2 separate regions of the Mus musculus genome follow, and region 2 is linked to region 1. The links are chromatin contacts, called in public promoter capture Hi-C maps. All regions are on one chromosome and are shown on one strand. The core of a region is the stretch at or near the end of the contact, and the rest is flanking DNA. Distances in the headings are between cores, read along the strand shown.

Region 1 (6,123 bases), core at 328-2,827:
GACATAGAAGCTTCTTCTTGGGGCTGTAGACTCTGGTGGTGGCTTCGCCGAATAGAGGGGACGCCCAACCTCCGCAAAAGCTGCAGGATGTTCAAGGGGCGTTGGTCACACAGGGCCCCGGGAGGAGAGACCAGGGACAGAGAGCTTACAAGGCAGGAGGGCCCTGAATTTCCAGGGTGCTCCAAATGTTCGGACTCCTGGGCTAATATTGGCTGAAAATGGGGGGGGTCTCATGACGCCATAATCCCTTGGGCCCTGGACCGGCGGCTGTGAGTGGCACCACAGGCCCCCGCCCCCGGGCCCCCTGCGCTGGGCTGGGCGCGGTGCGGCTGGGCGTACGCAGTCGGAGGCGGCGCCGGTCAGGCCCGGGCGCCTATGGACGCGCGGAGCCCGCTGTCTGCCCGGGCCAGCGCGTTCAGCATCGCCTCTCTTGTTGCAGCCGAGGCCTCGGAGGGCACCGCCCACCGGGGCCCCAGGCCCTCGGACCGGGCGAAACTTCGCCGGCTACCAGGATCCCCAGCCGGGATGCACTTCAGCACAGTCACCAGGGACATGGAAGGTGAGCCCTTCTGTCCGCGTCTATACTGTCAGGCCGCCCGCCAGTCCCCTGCTGTGAGGCCCTGCGGCCCAGCGGGTGGGAAGGAGCTCTAGGCCGGGTGGGCTCCAACCTTGAAGCTGGGACTCTGGGACAGGAAGAAAGGGCGGCATTCCCCAAAGTCAGTCCACCCACCATCCTAGGACTCCAACTTCTGGGATTGAGCAGTCTTCTGAAGTCTGAAGAAGGGGCGCCTTTGAGCTGGAAGAAGCAAAGATGGTTAGAGAAGAGTCAGGGAACGCAGTAAAAGGAGGGGGCGGGGGAACAAAAACAAACAAACAAACAACAACAACAACAACAAAAACCAAAAATACAAATCAATGAGAGCAGCCAAGAGGGGAAAAAAAAGGAGAAAACAGAAAATATGACAAAGGTGAGAAAGGCAGATACACGCAAAGGAAATAAAGATAACGAAAGAGAAAATGAAGGATAGGATAGCTTGAGACAGAAATGTAACTTCATTAAAGAACAAGAGAAAGGCTGAAGATTCATTTACGATTGAAAGGGCAAAGACGAATAGTAGAGAACACACAAAAATAAGAGGAAGAAGTTAGACGGAAGGGAAGACATGAAAATTTGAAATTGGAGAGAGTGACACCGAGAAAAGAGAGAGGCAGGGGGTTTAAGAAGAAGCTGGAGCGAGAGAAAGGAGACAGAATGTGAGAAGTTGAAACCAGGGACACAAAAGGTAGAGGAAGAAGAACTTGGGGAGCGTCTGGCACAGAAGAAAAGCCAGAGCGCGCTGGCGGCGGGGAGGGCCGCGCACCGGCCCGTCGTCCCCGGAGCCGGTCGGAGCGGTCGGGGGGCCCGGGCCCGCGGAGCCTCGGCGGGGGAGGGGCGGGGGGAGGGGCACGGGCTATTGTCTCGGCGGGGCGGGGCGGGGCGGGGCGGCTCCGCGGGGCCGGCCCGCGGGGTGGGGCGGTGCGGCCCGGGGCGCGTGCGGCGCAGCGCCCGCCACTCGGCCCGCCGCGCGGGACGGCGCTCTGATCAGCGGCGGGTGGCCTTCGGGTCATGATCTCCGCCGTGTCTAGTCCGTGGCTCACGCAGCTCTCGCACTTCTGCGACGTTGCAGCCTTCGCAGCCAGCAGTCTGAGCGGCCTGGGATCCCCGTCGCCTGGCGCCGACCCGTTCGGCCCTCGCGAGCCGCCGCCACCGCGCTACGATCCGTGCGCTGCAGTCCCCGGTGCCCCGGGCCCGCCGCCGCCGCGCGCCTATCCTTTCGCGCCCGCCCCCGGGGCGGCTGGCAGCTCGGCGGCGGAGTCCGAGGGTCCGGGGGCTAGCCGCGCGGCTGCGGTCAAGGCTCCGGTGAAGAAGAACCCGAAGGTGGCCAGCGTGAGCGTGCAGCTGGAGATGAAGGCGCTGTGGGACGAGTTCAATCAGCTGGGCACCGAGATGATCGTCACCAAGGCAGGCAGGTCAGGCGCCCCTTCCCCGCGCCCCTGTCCACGTGCGTTCTGTGCCTCTGACTGCGTGTCAGGGATGCGCAGGAGCCCGGCTGAAAAGCGGATGAAGGTGCAGCGGGGCCACCTGCGAGTCCTTCTGGCCTCTCTGCTGACCCGGCTCCAGCGACAACCCGCGGAGCGCCAACCGCGAGTCCTGGGACTCTTCGAATTCGAGGGAAATCTTTGGGCCGAATGTGCGCCCGACTGCGGCGGTTAGGCAGCTGCCACCTAGGAAACTCCCGCGTGGGTTTCGTTCAGTATGTAGGGCAATCCAAAGAGCAAACATCCCCTAGGTGTATGGATAATTTTAGGAAAGAGTTAAGACCCTTAAAAGCCATTGCGCTCATTTTCCGGGAACTCGAGACCTGGTTTTCCTGGGCCTCAATTTTGGCCGCTTGTGGGCCCGGTTCTTCACAAGCCTGGCAGGGTATCCGTGCCAGTGCCTGGTTATTTGTTTTCAGGGCCGAGAGGGAAAAAGGAACAATTGCAGATGCTCCCGATTTGACCAGTAGACAAAGGCGGGTGCTGGGTTGTGTCTAATGTACACACCAGCTCCGTGGCCAAGGAGGCTCAGGGCCTGTTTGCAAAGCCTTCTCGAGGTTTCTGTTTCCCTGCTGTGCAGCCCTCCCTGGGGAACTTAGGCCTGTCCTTAGCTGCTGCTCTGTGGATTTTCTCCAGGCTCTTTAGCTGTCCATACCACCCAACACAGCCTCCTGAAGACAACAGCGGCTTGGCCTTCTGGTCCGGGCAGGCAAACGAGGGCCGTGAATGTCACTGGAGGGATTTAGAGGAGAGGGAGGAAATAGGAAAACATACGCTGAGCCTTTTGCAAACAGGTTCTTGGGGAGGCTCTGGCCAGGTCTTGAGAGTTGAAGGCTGGAGTGCTGGGGTGTCCGTGTGACTTGGGGGGAGGATGTTTGGGATCACTACTGCACCGGTTTCACTTTGTTGGACCCGGGAATTCTTTCACTTTGTTGGACGAAGCCAGGGAGGCTCTGAGAAGGGGAGACAAGTCCCGGGGCCCATATCTTAGTTATCCTGCTGCTGGCTGAGGCAAGGTCCAGAAAGTTCCAGAATTCCTGGGGCAAGGCTGTTTGTGTAAGCAAAGAAGTCAGAACAGGCGTTGGAATTCTGCAGCTGGGCACCTGGTTAGCCATTTCTGTGTTTCAGAAAGGGACCTGAGGCCTGACCTATTGCTGCCTTGCCCAGGGTTGGATAAGGGCCTACTTGAGATTAGAGAGCCAAGAAAGCAGCTTAAAGAGAGACCTGAAGGAAGGGCTGAGCTAGGGGCTGCCTGGCCAGAGAAGTTAAAGTGGAGAGTGTTCCTGTACTCCCCTACCTGAGGGACCTGACCTCCCTACCCCATCCCCAGACGAATGTTCCCCACGTTCCAAGTGAAGCTTTTTGGAATGGATCCCATGGCCGACTACATGCTGCTCATGGACTTTGTGCCCGTAGATGACAAGCGCTACCGGTGAGCCAGTCTTTGGGACCACTGAGACTAACTGTGTGTCCAGGGGACTGGGACGGGGTGGGGGTGTCCTTCCTGCTGACAGAATTCAAATGCCACCCACCCAAGCCGAGTAACTCTCTCATGACTTGGTCCTCCTGTACTGGCTGCCCCACAGACTGTTCCTGCCCTGCTCGGCCCTGCCTAACTCAGATTCCACCCTATATATTCTGAGCTGCCTCCTGAGCTTCTGGCAACAGGCAGCTCAGATGCCTTGGCCTGTGCGGTCTGCCACTTTACCCATGACTTCTGGTGACAGTCGCGTCCCCTTGCCCCATTTCTAGAGAACCTTCAGTTCCAGAGCTGGGCCGGAAAGGTGGGGTGGCTGGTAAAGATTGTGCAGGGTGGGCCCGGGCTGCTCAGACAATTAACAGTAATTAATAAAAGGAACATGGGCCACCCTGTGCCTAAAGCCACTGGCTAGTGACGCCAAATCCAGTCTCCGACCTTCTGGGCCCTGGGGCAGGCAGTCCCGCTTGCAGCGAAATTTAAGGAGGGGAATGGTTTCCTCTCTTTCTGCACCTAGACTTCCCTCGCCTTTTGTGTGCTGGGCCTTGGGAAGTTTTCTAGTTTATCCACAGTCCCCTCTCTTGGGAATCTTGCTTTCACCAAGATCACAAACAACTCTAAAGCTCTCCCAGGATTCTTCTGCCTTCTGCTCATGGACGGGGTGGGGGTGGGGTGGGGAGGTCTTCTGGTTTACCCTATATTGTATGACCCCCCCTCCCACGATGTTGCCCTAGGTATGCTTTCCATAGCTCCTCCTGGCTGGTGGCCGGCAAGGCAGATCCTGCTACACCTGGCCGAGTACACTACCACCCGGACTCGCCGGCTAAGGGCGCACAGTGGATGAAACAGATTGTGTCTTTCGACAAGCTGAAACTGACCAATAACCTGCTGGATGACAATGGCCATGTAGGCGACCCTTCTCTGGCTTATGAGCTGTCTCCTGTTGTAGGCCTTCCAGAGTCCCCAGACTAGAGACAGGGGCATGGGGCAACACTGGGTGGCAGGCTTCTGACATGCTGGCCTTTGTATGAGGTCACCTTCCCTCCCTTCCCCCCTCTGAGCTCAGGTGGGGGGGTCTTTAATTAGAAAGGGGATCCCTTTGTGGGAAAAGGGCAGGAGTCTTTTGGAATCCCAGCCTGGGGAAGGGGGTTCCTGCTGGGTGGAACTCTGCCCCACTGCTGTCACCCTGTCCAGGCCAGGGGCAGTCCCTGGGGTCCTAGGTAAAGAAGATCTGCAATCCCATCATTTGCCAGTTGAAGAAGCAGCTTTTCCTGGAGACCCTAAATGGGTTGCAAGAATGAGGGGGTTTGCCCACTTAGCTAAGGAAATTCACTGTTCACGTAGACTTCATGATGCTGGACTGAATTCTCCTCCAGCCTCGTGGCTGGAGCTGATCCACCATCCTTATCTTCCAGATTATTCTCAACTCCATGCACAGATATCAGCCCCGATTCCATGTTGTCTATGTGGACCCTCGAAAAGACAGTGAGAAATATGCAGAGGAGAACTTCAAAACTTTTGTGTTTGAGGAGACACGCTTCACTGCAGTCACTGCCTACCAGAATCACCGGGTGAGGGTCTGCTGGGGGGTCCCGGAGACAGGCCCTCTCCCTCCACAGGCCTGACCAGCCTCCTATATCAGCTTGACCTCTGTATCTGCAACTGTCACTGCAGCCTGAAAGTTTGTTTTCCAAATCATTCCGGAAACTCCCCATCAGAGGCCTGATCTGACGTTTACCCAGATTCCTAGGGCGCCAGCTCAGTTGCCCTCTTTGTGCTGGGGGGCTAAGGAGGGCGGAGGTGATCACATTCCCGTCCCAGCCAGGGACGTGAGTCTTCTACCTTTATTTGGAGAGGCAGTGGTAGGTCTGATGAGAGAAGGTGCATCGTGCTGTGCAGGGGCAGTTGTGGGTCCCTTCTCTTCCAGATAGTGCAGAAGGCCTAGAAACCATCCCGCCCGCCGCTGCCGAGGTCGGTTGGCGAGCCGCGGTTAGCTTACACCAACTTCCCCGCAGATCACGCAGCTTAAGATTGCCAGCAACCCCTTCGCCAAAGGCTTCCGGGATTGCGACCCGGAGGACTGGTGAGTGCCCTCAGAAGAAAAGGCAAGGGCCAGGGCGCTTGGCCTGGATGCCATGGTGACGTGACCCACTCCCCTTCCTCAGGCCCCGGAACCACCGGCCCGGAGCGCTGCCGCTCGTGAGTGCCTTTGCTCGCTCTCGGAATCCCGTGGCTTCCCCCACGCAGCCCAATGGCTCAGACAAAGGTAGGACCTAAGGTTGTGGGATCGCGGCCGGCCGCAGCCCGTGCGCACTCGCTTCTCCCGGGTCTGCCGCCGCACCCGGCCTCGCCCACACCCCCGGGCGTCAGTGCTTCAGAGTTGCACAGGGAGGCGACGGGCGGGCAAGCGGGCACTCGCTCTCCCGCCCGCCGCTCCCCGGACGGCGCGGGCCGGGGTGGAGGTGGGGGCTGTGGCTCCGCAGGTGCGCCCCGACGGTCTCTGCCCTGCGCTCACCCCCGGCTCTCCCCGCAGACGCTGCAGAAGCCCGGCGCGAGTTCGACCGTGA
Region 2 (6,541 bases), core at 2,547-5,046, 300 kb after region 1:
AGTTCTCTCTAAAGAGAAGCATACTAGATGCTTTTGCAGAGAACCCAGGTTCAGTTCCCAGAACGTACTTGGTGGCTCACAACTGTCTGTAATTCTAGCTTTAGAGAAGCTGTGAACTCTTCTGACCACTTTCTGTGCACAAACACACATTCATACATAAAAGACACTTTCTAAAAAAGAGTCAGCAGGTAAATCTTGTTATGTAGACTTCAGGTTAATATCTTTTCCTGTTTTTAAGAGCTAGTCAGCAGAGAGAGCTGCCCTCAAAAACTAAGTCAGAAAACTGCTTTGTTGGAGATCCAAGGTAACCAAGTGAGTCCCAGAGTCTTGACATGACTCAGAGAACTCTGCAACCAATACTTTTAGCCCAGATTTTCCCACCAGAGAATATGACAATATCAGGTTTCTCTCTCATTTTCTTAAAATGCCCAAAGCAATCTTTTCTTTTGACATAGATTTTATTCCATTTGAGGATTATGAGAGAAGAGAGTGATGGAGGAGGATGAAGCTGGTGTTTTTCTTATAGAGGACATATGGGGCAGAGGGCCGAGAAGGACTTTTAGAATTTAAATTTTGACACCATCTCTAAAATTTTGCTAACATCCAGACCTTAAATATCTTGATTCTGAGAGTTTAAAATACTCTCATATTAACTTTATGTTGTTGACTTTGAGACAGGGTTTCTCTGTGTAGCCCTGGTTGTCCTGGAACTCATTGTGTAGACCAGGCTGGCCTCAAGATCCACCTGCTTCTGCCTCCTGAATAAAGGTGTGTGCCACCACTGCCCAGTTCATTTTTCTCTCTTTTTTATCTTAAATTTTTTTGAGACAGTGTCTCATTATGTAGCCTTGGCTGGCCTCAGACTCACAGAGATGTATCTGGACTCACAGAGATGTATCTGCTACATTGCTTGGCTTATTTCTTCTCTCTCTCTCTCTCTCTCTCTCTCTCTCTCAGGTTTATTTATTTATATAAGTACACTATAGCTGTCATCAGACACACCAAAGAGGGCATCAGATCCCATTACAGATGGTTGTGAGCTACCATGTGATTGCTGGGAATTGAATTCAGGACCTCTGGAAGAGCAGTCAGTGCTCTTAACCTCTGAGGCATCTCTCTAGCTCCTTTATTTCTACTCTTAAATGCATTTAAATTCCACTTAAAGCTGACTGCTCACTTATTATCTTTAGTTTTATTGCTTGGAGTTCTAGATTAGCATGCAGAAAAAAATCAGCAATACTGAATGATCCTCACTGAGGGAAATATAAAGCCAAGATATCTTTAGTCAGAATTCTATTTACAAATGCTTACAATTTGCACTATCTTAATTGTCAATCAGAAAATCAACTCTGGGGGCTAGGGAGATGGTTTCGATCATCTTACAGAGGACCCAGGTTCTGTTCTCAGTACCTACATGGTGGTTTGCAATCATTGCAATTCCAGTTCCAGGGGATTCAATTTCCTCTTCTGACTACTGTGGCCATCTAGTACACATACATATTTGTAGGCAAAAAATAGTAAGACTGACTGGAGTATCAAATAGTAGCTTTTTTCCCATATTTTCCCTCCTTCCTTGGATCTATTTCCCATTCTTGAAATCTAAAGCCTATCTGTGCTTGCTGGGAATCTGTATCTCCAAAAGTTTGGTGCTGACTTCAACATTCATTCCCATGTTAGTTCTTCCCAGTGTGCATTCAGCTTTTCCTAAAGGTTTGAAGATACTCAGGACTCTGATGGTTGTCAGGACAAATGGCTGTGGTTCCTAGCATACCAAAGCACCTCTAGGCCCCCAGGCTCACTCAGTACCTGTAGCTTCTCTCAGCTCTTTTCACCCCACCCCTAACCTAAATCTCTTCACCTCATGTCTTCCCTGGATTCCCTTAGCTTCTGATTCCTACAAAAACCTGCCATTTCTGCCATGGACTCTTTGACCTCTCCTCTCTTTGGCACTCCTTCCCTTGAAGGAACACCACCATATTCCAGGATCCCTTAATGCTTATCTGTAAGCACATAGACCTCTGTGCCTCCTACAGCTGGTGGCCTTTTCTTTTTTAAAGATTTATTTATTTTATTTATGAGTACACTGTAGCTGTTTTCAGACACACCAGAAGAGGGCATCAGATCCCACTACAGATGGTTGTGAGCCACCATGTGGTTACTGGGAATTGAACTCAGGACCTCTGGAAGAGCAGTCAGTGTTGAGCCATTTCTCCAGGCCAGGCCTTTCTTTTTTCTTTTCTTTCTTTCTTTCTTTTTTTTTTTTTTTTAAAGACAGGGTTTCTCTGGTAGCCCTGGCTGTCCTGGAACTCACTCTGTAGGACCAAGCTGGCTTCAAACTCAGAAATCCGCCTGCTTCTGCCTCCCAAGTGCTGGGATTAAAGGTGTGGGCCACCACTGACCGGCCATTTGCAATTTCTAAGAATTTTGGGGAGAAACTTTTCTATTTTGTTAAAATAGATACAATTGGGGCTGGAGAGATGGCTCAGTGGTTAAGAGCACCTACTACTCTTCCAGAGGTTCTGAGTTCAATTCCCAGCAACCACATGGTGGCTCACAACTATCTGTAATGGGATCTGATGCCCTCTTCAGTTGTGTCTGAAGAGAGCAATGGTGTACTAATATAAATAAAATATATCTTAAAAAAAAAAATAGATACAATCTCCCCAACCTTAGGGATATAACTCAGTGCTTTTAGCATTAACACAAGTGTGCTGAGACCGTGAGTTCTTCAACATGTTACCCTTTAGTCGTGTTTTTAGCATCCACTTTTCATGTCCAGCAGCAATTACTGAAGTGTTTGCCTAACGGCAGACAGTTTTCTATAAAATTTTTATTACACTTATTGACTTGAATCAGAACCTAAAGGAAAGCTAAACTATTTGAGGTTCTGGATAGTATAAATATAACTTATCCCCACCTTAGTCCCGGGCTTATAGCAATGAAGTAATGGTTTGTGGGTTCGGGATTTGAAGGGCTCAGGAACAGACCTGGCTAACTTCATTTTGTTTCTGAGTCACTTCTGTCCTAAAGAATTTTCCTAAGTCTCATACTGCTACCACGGGTGTCAGATGAGTCTGGAACTGCTTAAGTTTCTTTATGGTCTTTGGCACTGACACAAGTCTGCAAGGCCTACCTAAGGTCCACCCCAAACTAAAAGGACCCCCAATCGGCTCTGCTTCTCCTTCCTTTTTTGACACGGAGGATGCTGTAAGCACAGCGAACATTTTTAGTCATCAGATCTTTGTCCTTCCTGGTGTGATGATATTGCGAGTAAAACTCCTTTCCTATCCTCCGCATCGCGCATCTTATCCGTTGACTTTCTAGGATGGGTGTACCTCCAACATTGTCCTTGGGACGACCCAGAGCCGGAGGTCCATTGTCATTCGCAAACTCAAAAGTGACTATTGAGCTCAACAGAGGCCAGCTCATAGATGAGCTCCCAGCGTCCCTCGCACTCCCGCGCTCCCCGGCTCCCGGCAGCCTCTACGCGCCTCTCTCCCGGCGCGCCCCGCGGCCGCAACTCAGCCCCACCCGGAGCGACAGCCGTTAGAAGTGCCAGGCTTGCGGCTGGTCCCGCCCATCCCGGTCTCCATAGCGCCTCGCAATTGGGCCGCGCGCGCCTCGCGCTGCCGATTGGCGGCCGCCTCAGCCCGCTCCCGGCTCCCCCAATGCGCGGAGGCCGTGCGCCGTGATTGGTAGCCCTCCGCCAAGGCCCGCCTTCCGCTCGCCCGCGCGGCAGCGGGTCTCAAGAGCCGAGCGCTTTGCAAGGGCCTTCGCGGGTTGTGGCGGCGCCGGGGTCGGTGAGGGTCGACCGGCTGTGGTCGGGCTGCGGGCGGCTCGGGCAGGTCGCGGGCGCCACAGGTAGGTGCGGGGCGCGATGGGCGCCCCGCGGGCGGCGGGCGCTGCGGCCTGGAGAGGCTGCGCCCTTTCCTTCCCTCCTTCCACCCCCACCCCTCCCGGGCGAGGCCACAGGCCGGGGCTCGGGGCGGGGCGCGGCGCGCTAGGCGGGCTGGGCCACGCGGAGTCGCGGCCTTTGTGCAGTGGGGGCCGGGCCCGGAGCCCAGGCATCATGAACGTAGGGTGCTGTCTGCCTGGTAACGAAGCCCCCTGGGCGGTGGGCCCGAAGCCATTGCCTCGCCTTCTGGCGGGAGAGGTGTGGGCAGGGACACCTCAACGCCCCGAACTCCGCCTGTTTTGTTTGGAAAAAGCCAAGAAACCGCCCAAGTCTCCACCAAATTACCCGTGGATGAAGTGTCATGTAGCTTATCAGAATGTGGTTTTACAGTAACAATGAACGTTGTAGAAATAAATGGCAAGTGGCAACCTGTTGACAGCGATACATGTCAAGTAGTATCATCCAGTGGATTTGGGTTGCTGATGGTAGGAATTTGATTTGCCATCTTGCATGCTTGCATGTACCTTATTGCCAGATGCAGAGATGTCCTGTGTTGGGTTGTTGACTCTTGTATGCCAATCACTATTAGGGTGCCCACTCTCTGCTGGCTCAAACTAGACTCCCAGCCTTGGAAGTGGCTCAGTTCCCACTGTAATCCATCACTAACCGAAGATAGTGAAAGGCTGGCCCAGCTAGTGTGGCCTTTCAGTTTAGAATAGGATTTGCGGGGTGACAAAGGAATTGATGAGGTCATACTGCCTTTGGGTTGAGCGGGAGGCTGCAGCTGTAGCACTGGCCATCCGTTCAGCAAGTAGGAGTTGTTCACATGTTTTGGGTAAGCCCTGTGCCAGGGTCCAGGGGAGCCAGCAGTGGGTCTGACTTGCTCACAGTCTAATTGGCAAATCAAAATCTGCATCCATAGGTCCAGTCAGCTGAAGAATAGTGAGGTTTACAGGCAGGAGGGCTACCCTTTGAGCTGTGTTGCCAAACATGTGGAGCAGGCAGTTCACAGTGGCTGTCTGAATTTTACCTTGTGAGAAACATGATTTTGACTGGTTTGCCCAGTTTGGCCTTCTCTTGTCATCATTCCCCTCCCATGTGATCCTATGTACTTTTCACATCAGTTTCCTTTGACATCTTCCATGACTCCCATCTCCAGTACTGTCTGTCCTCCCTTCTGATCTCCAATCTCCTGCTTCTAGTTGTCTATTCCACTTTAACACCAAATAGGTTGATTCACTCCAAGAGATAACCACAGTCCGTGCCAGAACAATCCTTATGCCTGTCTAAAGTCACCTTGGTGCCTCTCATAGGCCTGCATGTATCTCCTAAGAAGCCTTGCCACCTGTTTACAACACCAGACCATTTCCCAGAAACTGTAACCTAAAGTCCCTGTCCAAGCTATCTGGTGAGCTTTTAAACTCTTCTAATTTGATCCCTACTCTTACTCTCTTAGGTTTTCTGGACACAGAGTGATTCATTAAATTGTAAGGTGTTATAAAACTGAGGTAGTGCAGACTTAGGCCTGCTTGTTTGAGTGGCAAAGCAGCTGTACCACTTCCTAGCTTTGTAACCTTGAGCAAATTGTTTAACCTTTCTGTCAGAGTACTGAGTGAATTGCATAAAATCCTTAGAGCAGGACCTGTGTGAGGTTTAGCTGCCATTGTTACCCATGGATCAGTGATACCACTGTTTTGATCCCTTCTGTGCAGTATCCTGCTACTCAAGATAAAAATGTAAAAAACTGAATACTTGTTGCCCAGGTCAGTTTCACTCAGCATACTATCTCTAGCGTGGCCACACCATGGCTCTGCCCCAGGGTCTTTGCTTTTCCTTTAAGTATCTTCTACAGTGACCCTCCTTTTTACTCTTGTTAACCATCTGGCTCCATCTATTTCATCCTTGGGTGGGCACTGGCTGTAGAACCTTGTGTAATCTTTTAGAAGCTGCTTTCTAGATTTTTATCTTGCTTTGTTTTAGCAGAATATTTGTCAGCATGTGACATCATAGATACGTTTCTTGTTATTATCCATCTCACACTAATATGCTCTGTGGGGGAAGTGTAATTGCTCTGTGGGGCAAATGTTTTATCTGCTTTGTGCTTAACACATATACATGGTGTGTATGCCTTATGGGGCATTCAGCAAATAGTTGATTAATGAATTGAGTAAGCTTTCAGAGGGAAGGTAAGAAACTTACCTTAGCCTGCTGCTGAGTTCCAGAGCTGGACAATTTGCCTGCTTCTGCAAGATGTGTACTTTCCTTTTCCAGGGCCTCAGGGTCCCCACCTATGATATATATTTCTTTAAAGCTTTTCCTGCTTTAACACTTATTAATGTCTTCACTTATTGCCTTCATCTGTAGTTCCTCACTGGCCCACTGCTTTTAACATACAGTATGCTTCCCTATCCTCTACCACTCTTGTCTCCAATCCCTGCCTACTTGAGTGTTCTTACCATTAGCATATCCTACCTCAGATACCACAGATTTGACTTGCTGTGATCTCTGTACACCTAACAGGCACTGTCCTGATCTTATTTGAGGTCTGTTAGGATTAAGCATGCTGATGATTTTGTCCTCTGCAGTGGTCCTTGGTTGCCAGGAAACTTTGATCTCCCTCCTGGCTTCTTAGTTATTGCTCTCTTC

The links. Promoter capture Hi-C pulls out the DNA fragments that hold promoters and counts their contacts.
Region 2: a promoter capture Hi-C map of second pharyngeal arch cranial neural crest shows a contact between it and region 1. The contact joins the promoter of Dgcr8 here to the promoter of Tbx1 in region 1. A contact is called at or near these places in 8 of 39 promoter capture datasets (the 3T3-L1 cell line, cranial neural crest, frontonasal cranial neural crest and 4 more) and 3 of 9 other capture datasets (adipose tissue, embryonic tail and liver).

Annotation. Positions count from the first base shown.
Region 1 is chr16:18,582,423-18,588,545 of GRCm38.p6, reverse strand. It overlaps Tbx1 (T-box 1), which reads left to right and starts at 1,577. Exons shown (of 7, transcript NM_011532.2): 1 at 1,577-2,010; 2 at 3,410-3,511; 3 at 4,291-4,462; 4 at 4,972-5,127; 5 at 5,572-5,639; 6 at 5,722-5,822; 7 at 6,090-6,123. The coding sequence starts at 1,607.
Region 2 is chr16:18,286,423-18,292,963 of GRCm38.p6, reverse strand. It overlaps Dgcr8 (DGCR8, microprocessor complex subunit), which reads left to right and starts at 3,796. Exons shown (of 14, transcript NM_033324.2): 1 at 3,796-3,861.